Linked DNA regions of Sus scrofa: region 2 is linked to region 1. The links are chromatin contacts, called in public HiChIP or PLAC-seq maps. All regions are on one chromosome and are shown on one strand. The core of a region is the stretch at or near the end of the contact, and the rest is flanking DNA. Distances in the headings are between cores, read along the strand shown.

Region 1 (6,275 bases), core at 102-2,601:
GTGTGCCTACCTGGCCTTTCTTCCACGTGTGCTAGTCGAGAGAGGGGTGGGGGAATCTCTTCCTTTTCTTTCTTCCTTTCTCTCTCTCTCTTTCTTTTTTTTTTGCCATTTCTTGGGCCGCTCCCATGGCATATGGAGGTTCCCAGGCTAGGGGTCGAATTGGAGCTGTAGCCGCTGACCTACACCAGAGCCACAGCAACTCGGGATCCGAGCCGCGTCTGCAGCCTACACCACAGCTCACGGCAACGCCGGATCGTTAACCCACTGAGCAAGGGCAGGGACCGAACCCGCAACCTCATGGTTCCTAGTCGGATTCATTAAGCACTGAGTCACGACGGGAACTCCTCTTTCTTTCTTTTTTAGAGCCATACCTGCAGCACATGGAAGTTCCTAGGCTAGGGGTCGAATCAGAGCTACATTAGCCGGCCTATGCCACGGCCACAGAAATGTGGGATCTGAGCTGTGTCTGTGACCTACACCATAGCTCACTGCAGTGCCGGATCTCTGACCCACTGAGCGAGGCCAGGGATGGAACCCGAATCCTCATGGATACTAGTTGGATTTGTTTCTGCTGAGCCGACAGGAACTCCCCTCTTCCTTGTCTTATGAGGGTCCTAAACTCATCTTGGTGGGGGTTGGGGCGGGGGTGGGGTCCCCCACACCCATGACCTAATCACCTTCTCGAGGCTCCACCTCCACATCCCATCACATTAGGGACTAGGGCTTTAGCATATTAGTTTTGGGGAAAACACAGATATTCAGCCCATAATACTACCAGTGCAGCACAGTCATGTAAAAATGACTAGTTTTTGTCCTTTCCTCACAAGGAAGCTTGTGTGTGTAAACCTGGGAGTGTCTTTAAGAAGGAGAAAGGTCTGAATTCAGAGTAGAATCATTCTTCAGGGTGACTCAAGAGATTAGCCTGAGTCGAATTTGTCTTCTAACTTCCCATTTTCTAGCCACCTTGTCATTTTTTTCTCTATCACACTGACATGTGAACACGACAGAAGCTAACTAGAGATTTAACTTTCATTTTGATAGAAAGCAGACTGGCGCAGACAGGCCTCAAGATTACAGGGCTGAGAAAGAAATTCGCTGGACGACTTGGGGTAAACAAGAATGTTGCGAGCGAATCTCTGGTTTGCCATCTCTCAGGCCGTCAGTGAGACGTTGGACTTTAATACATTTGCGGAAGCAGTAAAGATGGTCATTTTAGAGAGGGGACGTGTTTGAACTGTCTTCGGTTTGCGTCTGTAAAGCGTGAAAGCGTCCTGTGCTGGGGCGAACGTGCCCTCCCTTCCAAGACGGCAGGGAAGAGCCCGCGCGATGATGGGAAGGAAGCGGCAGTAATTGGAGCGCGAGCAGACAGATGGAGGAGGCATGGCCAGTGCATGTGGTGTTTAGGTGGCCCCGAGGAGTATTGGTTTCCTATTCTTCTCCCCTCCAGCCCAACGCAAGCAGGCAGCTTACATGGCTAAGGTTTCATTATCTAATCCATCAAGATCAGCTTGAATAAACCCATTGGCTGGCGCTGATCTAGTTAGGAGGGTAGTGCAAAGCTGCTTGAGCCAGGATTGGGGCAAATCGGATCAGAACTGCCATGTGAATCCTGGACATATTTCTGTAATTTGGGTGGTAAAGTAGTTTGGGAAATCACTTAAGAGAGAGCAGGGGAGTGAGCAGTCAGCCACGAGTGTCTTCAAGTGTCGTCTGAGGGACCTGTATGGAGAATTTGCTACAGCTCTCAGGACTATAGCCAGGGTTCTTTGATGATTTGAGTCTGAACATTTTTTGGTTCAGGAGTGACCTTTTTGGAGCATTTGGAGATTCTAGTTGTGGTCCCTCAATCGTGACTTCTCTCTCTGAGTGACGCTTTAACCCGGGACTGTGTAATGTGCGTTCCCTCTCATTTTTAAAGGGGAAATGGTATTATTTATTGTCATTGTTGCTAACCTTAATATATTGTTCTGTTTGTTATCCATACATACTTGAAGTATGATGTAGTGAAAGAAATGCTATTTAGAATTTCTCATATTGGGGTTTGAATCATGGCTCCTCTGCTTATCAACCGCATGACCCTTGACAGGATGTAGAGCTGGGAGAATTCCATACCTGGGAACTGGGAGAATTAGTGCATACTCTAATGAGCTGCTATAATGAGAAACTGAGATTATTGGAAGTTCCCATCATGGAACCCAGCAGTAAATGTTTATTTCTTGCCTCCCTTATAAGCTACTGTCGAGTACTCAGTGAGTTCCTGCTTCCTGCTTGATCAGCATGGAGTGGTTAATGCACTTCTGGCTGATGAAGTGCCGGAGTTAGGAAGTACCTGAGACGAGCAGTGTGTTAAATCGGGAGATCTAATTTGTTTGACAGCCGTGTGAAGGAGGCGAATGGACCTGGCCGTGGTGGTCTCTCTCATTCTTGCCAAGGACTGATAGGACTCCTGAACTATCGTGGACATTCCAGGGAATCTATGGGCTCTCTCTTGGGAGTGTGGGTGACAGATGCACTGGCTGGGATGGGATGCAGGAACAGTAAAAATGTCCTTTTGTGTTCTAGTTTTTATAAGGTTTGTTGATTGAATGTATTAGATCAAATAGGCGGCACTTTTTGTTCTCATTTTAGTTTGTGGAAGTTGATTCAACTGGGATGCCTTTGTCTCTGGTGGTCTCTTTCCAGTCTCTACAAAGCCACCTTCCTGTCTGCTAACAGAGTCATCCATCTTAAAGAGCTCGAAATCATTTGATAGCTCGTCTTTGGCTTGTGGATGAAGTCTGTCCTCTCGTTTGGCTTATCACATCCTTCTGGCCTGACTTGTGCCTACCTCTCTAGCCTCTTCCCACACTCTGCTTCTAAGTCCATGGTAAGGGCAGTGTGGTTTCCAAGGACACTGAGCTGCCTGGCTTCATTTATACCTCTGTGCTCTTGTTTCTGTTCCTTCCACCTGAAATCCCTGCTCACATTTCTCTTACTTGTGAAGCTCAGTCTTCAGGGATAGTTGAGATACTCATTCCTCCTGGATGCCTTTTGTCTCTGCTCCCATCCCTCCCACATTTCTGTTGCTTTCCAACATCACATCCAAAGCTCTGCTTCAGAACTTTCTAGATTAGCATTTGTTCAACTGGGAGTTCCTGTCGTGGCTTGGCGGAACCGAATCTGCCTAGAATCCTCGAGGATGTGGGTTTGATCCCTGGCCTCGCTCAGTGGATTAAGGATCCAGTGTTGCCATGAGTTGTGGCGTAGGTCGCAGACATGGCTTGAATCCAGCATTGCTGTGGCTGTGGTGTAGGCCGGCAGCTGCAGCTGTGATTTTACCTATAACCTGGGAACCTCCATATGCCATGGGTATGGCCTTAAAACAAACAAACAGACAAACAAAAAAAGCCACATTTGTTCAACTGTCTGTCGCGCCGCCCCCACCAGACTGAGATCAGGAGAGGCTTTGGGATCCATAGGACCTTAGCACTGTGCCCGGCCAAGCAGTCGAGAAACTGTCCTGTGATTGAGTCGAACTTTGTCTTCCCGCCCCTCCGTGGGGGCCTGCAGATGGCTCTAATTGTTTTTCCAGATTTTCCCTGGCGGGGGTGGGGGTGGAGGTGGGGGTGGGTGGGTGGGGAGGTGTCTAGCCTTGGTCTGCTTTCTAGCTCCTGTGAATCCTGGGTGTTGTGGGATTTGTGAATGGTACCTGATCTTTCCATTGATATCAGGGTTAAAGGTGAGAGAAGGGTCTTTGAAAATAGAAGCCGGGGTGGGATTTAACTGCCCAACATGCCAGGTGGGCATGGCAACCTGATGTCTCGTTTCCTGTGCTCAGATAGGAATTGAGAGCAAGAGTGAATGTGTAAAAAGCGCCTTTATGACGAGGTGGCCGAGGAAACTAGAGGAACCACACGAGTAAGGGGCAATTAGAGCCAGCCTGTTCCAGTTCACCTGAGCAGTCTGTTGATCTACCCTTTACGGTCTGCCAGGAGATTCTGGAGGGTGGCAGTTCAGACATATTACCTCCACTGGGGACTAAGCCTGTTTGATCAACAGTGGACCTTAACCTTTCGCTTCTCCACCAATGAATTTCCTAAGCTATTATATAGCTTGTTTTTATGGATACAGGAAAAATACCCAACTGAGACCCTCACAGAATACATGCTATTTTCCAGATTCTTCTTCGGATGTGTTTGAAAATGAGGAAGCGTGACACGGTTCTTTTACATTTCAGCTTTGGAGACCAATTCAAAGCTGCATTTGACAGGAATCTTCTCTCCCTGGCCCTCGTCATCCTCACCTCCTCCTCTTTCTGCTTGTGGTTTGCGCTCCTGTATAATCCTCGCCTGTTCTCCAGCCTCGGGACGACCCTTGCCGGTTTAGTTGGGGTCTCTTTAAAGGCGAATGGGCATACTTTCTAATGCCTCTGGCTTTTTGGATTCTGAGTGAATAAAGCAGGTTCTAAAAAGGGAATGAGAGAGCGCGAGCTACCAGTTATATCACTTCCTCCTGACGTGTTCTGCACATACGTGGCATCTAGAAATTTCAGCCGAGGATTGAAGCACAGCACACATGGTAAATACCACTTAAGAAGTAGATGACAGTTTTCAATTGCCAAATGATAATGGTTGAGTAACTGCTTAAAAACCTATTTTCCCCGGGGGTGGAAGCCGAGCCTTTGAAGTTTAGACTTTCACATGGGTGTGTTTTACCACAATACTTGGTTTTTTTAGGGACCCGAGTCCCCAGATAATATCCTGGTGTGTAAGATTTTTCCCACATAGAGGTTGGTTCCTTGGTTTCTCCTTTGCCGAGGAAAAGAGATTTTGCACGGGGTATTGGATATTTTATTCCAGGCATGTGGTTTTTGAGGAGGCATACTGTTTATTTTTCTTTTTGGCTGCGTCGATTTTGTTGGGTTCTAATTGTAAATACCACAAGCAAAGCATGACTTATTGGGAGGGACGGGCAGGGGTAGCTGTGGAACTTTCTGAGCCCTGGCTGGGGGCCGGGGGCAGGAGCCACGCCGGAGGACTGGAGGAACTGCAGACATGGCCTGTGGGGCACTGTGGGCTTTGCCCTTGGGGTCCAGCGACTGCTTGAGTTGGAACCCTTGGAACAGAGGCTCATGGGAAGTTCTTCCAGCTGCTTTATTTTGAGCAGCTTTTCCCTTTGCAAATTGGCAGCTGTTTGGAGGAGGGGCGTTCATTACTGTCAGCCAGGGCGATTTCCAGAGCAGACCTGTATGGGTTTCATTTCGGGATTTATTTCAGGGGTATGTGGCTTGTCATGGGTCAAGAGGACTTCGGTTGCATTTTCCTGGAAGTCGGTGGGCTTCTGTGAGCCTGCTCTATTTATCTTGGACTGTTAGGCAAGTAGGAAAAGCAGCTGCATAGTTAGCCCTTGTTGCATGGAGCTTAGTTTCATAGGTCATCTTCTCTTGGGAATTTTTATACAGTCACATTTACAGCCTTAAGTTTTCTTTCCCCCCCTTTTTTTTTTTTCTTCTCTTTTTCCTTTCTGCAGTTTAGTGCTCCATAAAATTTCTGAAAAAGGTAGGTAATAATTTGGGGTAGAAAGCAGGAATTGTTTAGCTCTCTCCCCACTTTCTTGTTGACTCCTTCCCCACCCCCAACCTTTGCAAAAGAATCTGCAAAGGAGGTTGAATATGTGGCTTTGACAGCTTTCACGTGCTCTTTCTTGGTTTCTAAGGGATGGCGTAGTAGGGTGGTGTGATTTCAAAGCAAGAACTGGCAAAATTGGAAAATGTTTTGTGGTGGCTCCCCAGCACCCCCAAAGCTGAGCTCATTGGTTTGCACCTCATACAAACTTCCAGGAACACTGTCACTGTCAGTGGCTGGCACGATGGGCTCGAGGACTTTGTTGAAACTTCAGGAAGTCTCCACAATGGCTGCCTCTCACTGTGGGAGCTTTGGCAAGGCGTACAGGGAGTCGGTAGTGCTTGTTTTGAAAGCAAGACTCTGGTCTTAGGCTGCACATCTCTGTGAGAGGCACAGGCAGCCTTGCTTCAGAAGGGAGGGAGGTGCTCCACAGCTGCCCCTTCCTGCATCCATGACATACTTGTCTGTATCACCTCTCCTCACGTTCAGATTTGTTGTTTTGTATGTTGTATTCACACCTGAAGTCTGACTCATGACGACTTTGGCTAATGTTGATATCGTCCTGGACTTTGAAGTGATGCTGGTCGTATTTAAAAGGTCTGTCTGTGTTGGGGCTTAGAAGTTGATATTTCTGCTGGTGGCCGCCTCCCCCTCCCCGGCTGCAGCTCATTA
Region 2 (6,458 bases), core at 313-2,812, 64 kb after region 1:
CCTCAACCCACTGAGCAAGGCCAGGGATCGAACCCACAACCTCATGGTTCCTAGTCAGATTCGTTAACCACTGCACCACGGCAGGAACTCCCGAAACATTTTTTTTTTTTTTTTTGACATTTTTCGGGCTTTTTATTTATTTATTTATTTATTTTTGTCTTTTGTCTTTTTTTTGTTGTTGTTGTTGTTGTTGTTGTTGTTGCTATTTCTTGGGCCGCTCCCGCGGCATATGGAGGTTCCCAGGCTAGGGGTTGAATCGGAGCTGTAGCCACCGGCCTACGCCAGAGCCACAGCAACGCGGGATCCGAGCCGCGTCTGCAACCTACACCACAGCTCACGGCAACGCCGGATCGTTAACCCACTGAGCAAGGGCAGGGACCGAACCCGCAACCTCATGGTTCCTAGTCGGATTCGTTAACCACTGCGCCACGACGGGAACTCCCCGAAACATTTTTATCACCCCCAAAGAACCCCATACCTATGGAGCAGTCATCCTCCATTTCCCTTCCTTCTAGTCTCAGACAGCCACCAGTCTGTGTTCTGCCTCCATGAATTTACTTATTTTGGATATTTCATATAAATGGAATTATACAATACATGACCTATTGTTACTGGCTTCTTTCACTTACATCATGTTTTCAAGGTTCATTTATGTTGTAGCACATATATCAGTCCTTTGTTCCTTTTTATTGTTGAATAATATTCCTTTGTGTGTATATACCATAATTTATTCATGCATTGATTGACATTTGTGTTGTTTCCATCTTTTAGCTATTTTACATATTTTACATAGCTATTTTACATGAGAATCTGTTTTTAATTCTTTTGGGAATATACCGAGGAGTGGAATTGCTGGGCCATGTGGAAGTTCTATATTTAACTTTTTGAGGAACTGCCAAACTATTTTCTGTAGAAGCTGCACCATTTTATATTCCTACCAGCAGTGTACAAGGGTTTGTCAATTTATTTTTAATGAGGGACACAATAAGATGGGGAAAGTAAAGAGAAAATATGTGTGGCCTTTGAGTTTATTACAGCTTTGTATCTCAGATTTTGCCTGATGGACTTATTAAATATTTAGCATCATTTCAGTCCCAAGAATGAAATTTAGCTCAGGGAAATGTATCTAATCTATTTTAAGTGGTGAACAGACTAAGAAGTGAAGATCAGAGAAGTGAAAGAAGGGAAATTTAAATAGATTGTAAAATTCCTTGAGGGCAAAGGCCCTATTCATCTTTTCATTTATTAAATTTATTCATCCTCTGCATTTAATAAAGTGTGTGGCATGTCATAGATTGTATTGGGGGGGGGGTCCCAAGACTACCCCAGGTCCAGGGATTTGCTAGGGTTTACAGAATTCAGCATATAGACACACCCACGGCTATGATTTATGGCAGTGAAATGACACAAAGCAAAGTCACTAAAAGTGCATGGGATGAAGTCCAGAAGGAATCAGGCTCAAGCTTCTAGGCGTTCTCTCCCAGCGGAGTCGCACAGGATGTCCTTACTTCCTTCAGCCAGTTGTGGAAGTGTTGTCTACCAGGGAAGCTCGTTAGAGACTTAGTGCAGAAATTCTTCTTGTGTTGGCGCCGGTGGGAAGGGTTGTTCACGTGAGCACCCTCTGCCTAGCACATCCTCAAATGCTGGACTCCTGGAAGGAAAGCAGGTGTTGGGCATAAACCATATTATTCGCACAGTCTAAGTACAGTCAGCCCCTCTTAGCGTTTGTGGGAACAGAACCCTCCTGAAATCCAAGTTCCCAGGCACCATCAAGGCCAACCTTGCAAGCTGCCCTTTCTAAGAATAGCAGCCAGCACTGCTTTGTTCATTCTTTTCCGGTACACTGATGTTTAGTTCTTTAAAAAGTGTTGCTAAGTTCTGTGAAGAAAAATAAATGCCAGCGGGTAGGGAACCAGCAGGGACTTGAGTGTAGACAGACCTGAATTTGTATTATTGGGGACAAATCACATAGTTTTCTGAGCCTCAGTTTTCTTATTAGTGAGAGATATATTACAGGGTTTCAGCAAGACTAGAAAGTGATAATGTCTAGAAAACACAAAGCGTAGTGTCTGTCTTGTATAAAGTAAGTGGTTATTAGCATTTTTGTTTCGGCTCATCCATACCAGTCTGTCCAGTCAGGAGAAAGAGACTATGAGTAATACAGACAGGGAATTTAATATAAAGCATTGTTTAAAATAACTGAAGATTGACGTAATAAGGGACTGTCTTGTGAGAAGTTGAGAACTCTAAGGAATAGCAGATGTCCTATAATAGATATATAATGTAATAATAGGATATAAAATATCATTAACATACAATTAATAATAGCCACTGTCCCTCAGGCTGAGATAAAGCACCCCCAAATGAGCTGTCTCTTAAAAAAAAAGACAGGGTTTGGGGTGAAGTGGTGAGTATAAGAATGAACTTGTTGTCAGTTTTCTTGATGGAGAGGTGGGCTGAATTACTCTGTTTTATTTTATTCTATTATAGTGTGAAAGTTTGTGAGTTACATTTATATCTTGTGTTGGGACTGTGTGGTTAGATACCACCAGATTCATACCACTTAAAAGCCTTCATCTTATCTTTGGGTTCCTTGAACTCTAAATGGTTGGGACACAGAATGATGTCCTGTGGTCACTTAGCAGCCTCCCTGAGCCAGAAGTATTTATTGCTGGGATTGGTTTTTGTGTGTAATAGCTTATGGAACGTAGGTGCATCTTCGTTTTTATGGTATGCCCTCCCATGTCCCAATTCAAAAGTAGGCTTACTGCTTGAGAAACAGTAACTTGGGCTGCAAAACAAGGTAGTGAACTATCCTGGGAAACTTGATTTGCATTTTTCCCCAGCCAGTATGGTCTAAATCCGTCTTTCCCTCCATTGTTAAGTGAGTGTAAGGTAATATGAAATTAATTTTCAGCTGGGAGTTAAGTTGCTGACAAATTTGAGCTTGTACCATTGCCCACGCTTTGTTAGAAGACAGCTTCGTTCTTCCTTTCCGTCGCTTCCTTTTACTTTCCCCTCTCCAAGTTGCATGGTGGCAAGAATTTATTTTGTTCTCATCTCGGTATTTTTCTTCCCCTTCCATTTTGCGAAATGGGTTTGATTTTGTTAGATGCAAAAGAAAGACAGGCAGGTGGATTACAACTTTGTTTTCTAACTGCTTGGTGTAACTTCTTTGTGCATTTCCAGTTTTCTGCACCTCCCCTCACAACCCTCATCAGTGATAGAAGCCAATAAGAAATACTCCCGTAATAAATCTCTGGATGCCGTACCCATGATCTGTTAAGTGGGTGAAACCAGGGGAGATTGGCAGAGTGCTGTCTTCCTTAGGCTCCTCATTAGTGTTTTATTGATCATTATTTAGGATTTATAGCTAATATGTTACATAACTGCTATATTTCTGTACTGAAAGCAGGGCTTCTTTGCTTTGATCTTCAGTGTTGCTCAGTCCTTAGTACCTCTCTTTTAACTGTATTTCTAAAATCATTAAGGAAGTAGTTCTTTTCTGTTGTACCTCCCGGGTGCAGTCTTCTGAGTGATTTTAATTTGGAAAGGGCAAATATATCAACTAATTATTTAGAAATGATGTTGTCAATTTTCAGAACGCATTTAGAAAAGCGGCTTTAAGATCCATTGTCTTTTCAGCATGTGTCAGTCCGTCACAGTGTGGAGGTCTTGTCCTCCCCTAAGAGGTTAGAGGCTATTACCCACTCCACCCCCACCCCACCCCACGCACACTTTTCCAGAAGATCTTCTGGACTCCTTTTGTTTTTTCTGTAGATGCTAGTTATGTTATCAATCACATTATCTTATACTTATTATGACTGAAAGCTCCTTAGGGGCAAGGATACCAGCCCTGTGCTTGCAGTTAAGCAGTTGTTCATTGCACTTTTACTGAATAAATGGTTTCTTCTGCTTAATAAGGATTTTTCAAACATAGGTGAGATGAGTATGTCCAAGCAGCCAGTGGAAAATACAAACGTCAGCTAATAGTTTTCTTCACATCTTTCACTGCCTGTTGTGTGTGCACAGTCCATCACAGTTCCTCTGTTTGGCAGTTATGTAAGGATCCTTCTATTGCCCTTTCACATATTCCCTTAGCTAGAAGCTTCTAAACAGGTTTAATTACTGGTCTCTGTAGTAAAATTGTTGCAGTTGGTATTCTGGTTCTTAAATACTCTGTTTATTTTTTGAGTAGCTTCTGTGCCTTGGCAGGGTCAGTTTGTAAGTGTTTCAGTCTTACTAGTTCAGTAACTCTTGCTTAAAGTGCTATAGCTGCTAAAGCCTTTCTTTCCTCTTTTAGTTTAACACGTCTGATTTCTGTCCCATCTCTTCCATTACTTTGCCTTGTAATTCTATCTCTGCTTTAAATATCAGTTATTATTTTTGCACCGACGAAAAACTCAGATCTGCACATTTTTAGACAGTCATGATCATGTCTAGCAGGACCACTGCTAGTGTAGCAGAAGAACTGGGTATAGACTTAAAAGACCTCAGTCTGGAAGTTCCTGCTGTGCCTCATAACAAACCTGACTAGTATCCATGAGGATGTAGGTTCGATACCTGGCCATGCTCAGTGGGTTAAGGATCCAGCATTGCTGTGAGCCGTGGTGTAGGTTGTAGACACGGCTTGGATCCTGTGTGGCTGTGGCTGTGACTGGCAGCTAGAGCTCCGATTTGACCCCTAGCCTGGGAACCTCCATATGGCACAGGCGCGGCCCTAAAAAGACCTCCGTCTGAAGGCAACTTATCCACTGTCATTAGCTATTCGATCTTGAGCAAATCGTATAATCTTTCTGAAATTCAGTTTTGTCATCTGAAAATGAGAGTTATAAAACCTATTTTCTGCATACTGAGGAGTAAATAAGATTATGTGAAGGTGTTTTTGTACATTATGAAACATTAGTAATAGTTAGTGACTTTTTTTGGTTCTTTTTAATACTCTTAAGTAATACATGAATTTTACATTTTGTAAAATTCAGGTAAGTCAGATAAAGCCTGCCCTTTCAACCCTCCACAAATGTAATTCTTCTCCGTTGAGGGAACTACTGTTAGAAGTTTTTTGTATATCCTCCTGGATCTTCTCTGTGCATTTATTTACTTTTTATGTGCCTGTAGAAATACTTCTTTTTATATTGCAATTTAAAGGAATGCATGCTGACCTGCTATCATTTAATATGACTTGAGTTAGTATACAGACATTACCTTTTAAAAAACTTGCACAGAAGAGTTCCCTGATGGCTCAACAGGTTAAGGATCTGGTGTTATCACTGCTGTGGCACAGGTTCAATACCTGGCCAGGAAAATTCTGCATGCCTTGGGCACGGCCGAAAAAAAAGAGCTCTTACGGAGGATATTGAAATAATACAATAGTTGATAACACTATTTCCCTGTTACTAAGAGAAACTGGTTTTTCAGTGTTGCAAACAGCACTGCATTGAAAAATCTTTGTGCATGCTTCTTTAAGCCCAGGTTCTGGTGATTTTCTAGAGTAGATAGGAAATTACAAGAAGGTATATGTATTTGGTATTTTAATAATTCTTGTCAAATTGCTTTCCAAAAGAGTAGTCCCAATATATTCCTTCTATTAGATGTGAAGCTATCTATTTACTCTTCTTGCCAATTTGTGATATTTTCATTTTCATTTTTGCCAGTCTCGTGAGTGAAAAGTGATACCTCACATCTAAAAGAATGTTCACAGGCAGTGTGGTTTGTGAGTGCAAACAAAGAGCGTAACTGGAAACAACTTAAATATCTATTAACAGGAAGACAAGAGAGAGAAATAAATTGTGACATTCATAAGGCAGAAATTAGTGAAATGCAGTGGCATACATAAGTGGAGATAGATCTCATAGTTTCGAGGGGGGAAGAGGAAATTGCTATGCAATAGGATCCATTTCTATAAAATTCAAGAACACGCAAAGTTAATGGATTTTGAAGAGATAGATATATACGTGGTAAAATCAGAAAGGAAAGCAAACCTTCGTCATTGAGTATAGGCCCCTCTCAGAGAGGCCAGGCGTGTTGGAGGGCTGGAGAGTTCCAGGTAGCAGCCAGAGAGAGAGATGGGAGGAAAGGAGTACCGCCTGTAAGCAGGCAAGGCAGTGAGTCCGTTTCCTCTGGCACATTTCTGTGCCCCCTGTTCCATCTGCCTTTGCTATGAAAGCTTTTGGCAGTACCTGCATCTAGGAATGTGATTCCCCCGCCCCCCCTTATGAAAAGTTTTCTGCATTGTTAAACTCAAGAAGGAAGTTTATATGTGGGATAGTCTCTGGGAGTGATGAATCTTTGTTAATTATGCTTTTGGTTTTTTAAAAAAATTATTTTCTTAATCCTGTAATTCCTTTCTCAGACAATCTTGAAATAATTACTCTAAAGGAATAATACGGGATGGTTATTAGAGAAAATAATTTGATAAAATGGGAAGGACAGGTGCTTTGGAATCCAACAGACCTGGA

Evidence for each region. HiChIP or PLAC-seq counts read pairs in DNA pulled down with a chosen protein or histone mark.
Region 2: an H3K27ac HiChIP or PLAC-seq map of skeletal muscle shows a contact between it and region 1. The contact joins two enhancer-like sites. A contact is called at or near these places in 3 of 5 promoter capture datasets (fetal liver, fetal skeletal muscle and liver), 7 of 47 Hi-C or Micro-C datasets (embryonic fibroblasts, heart right ventricle, liver and 2 more) and 1 of 2 datasets of contacts at active chromatin or transcription factors (skeletal muscle).

Annotation. Positions count from the first base shown.
Region 1 is chr5:11,639,485-11,645,759 of Sscrofa11.1, forward strand. It overlaps a transcript of RBFOX2 not described here. Among named protein-coding and RNA genes, the nearest start is that of RBFOX2, 170 kb to the right of the region's middle. Within about 2 kb of position 1,352, at least 15 of the 83 cell types and tissues checked have an H3K27ac peak or open chromatin away from gene starts, as enhancers often do. A contact at or near this core is called in skeletal muscle, where this site is marked.
Region 2 is chr5:11,703,444-11,709,901 of Sscrofa11.1, forward strand. It overlaps a transcript of RBFOX2 not described here. Among named protein-coding and RNA genes, the nearest start is that of RBFOX2, 100 kb to the right of the region's middle. Within about 2 kb of position 1,563, at least 6 of the 83 cell types and tissues checked have an H3K27ac peak or open chromatin away from gene starts, as enhancers often do. A contact at or near this core is called in skeletal muscle, where this site is marked.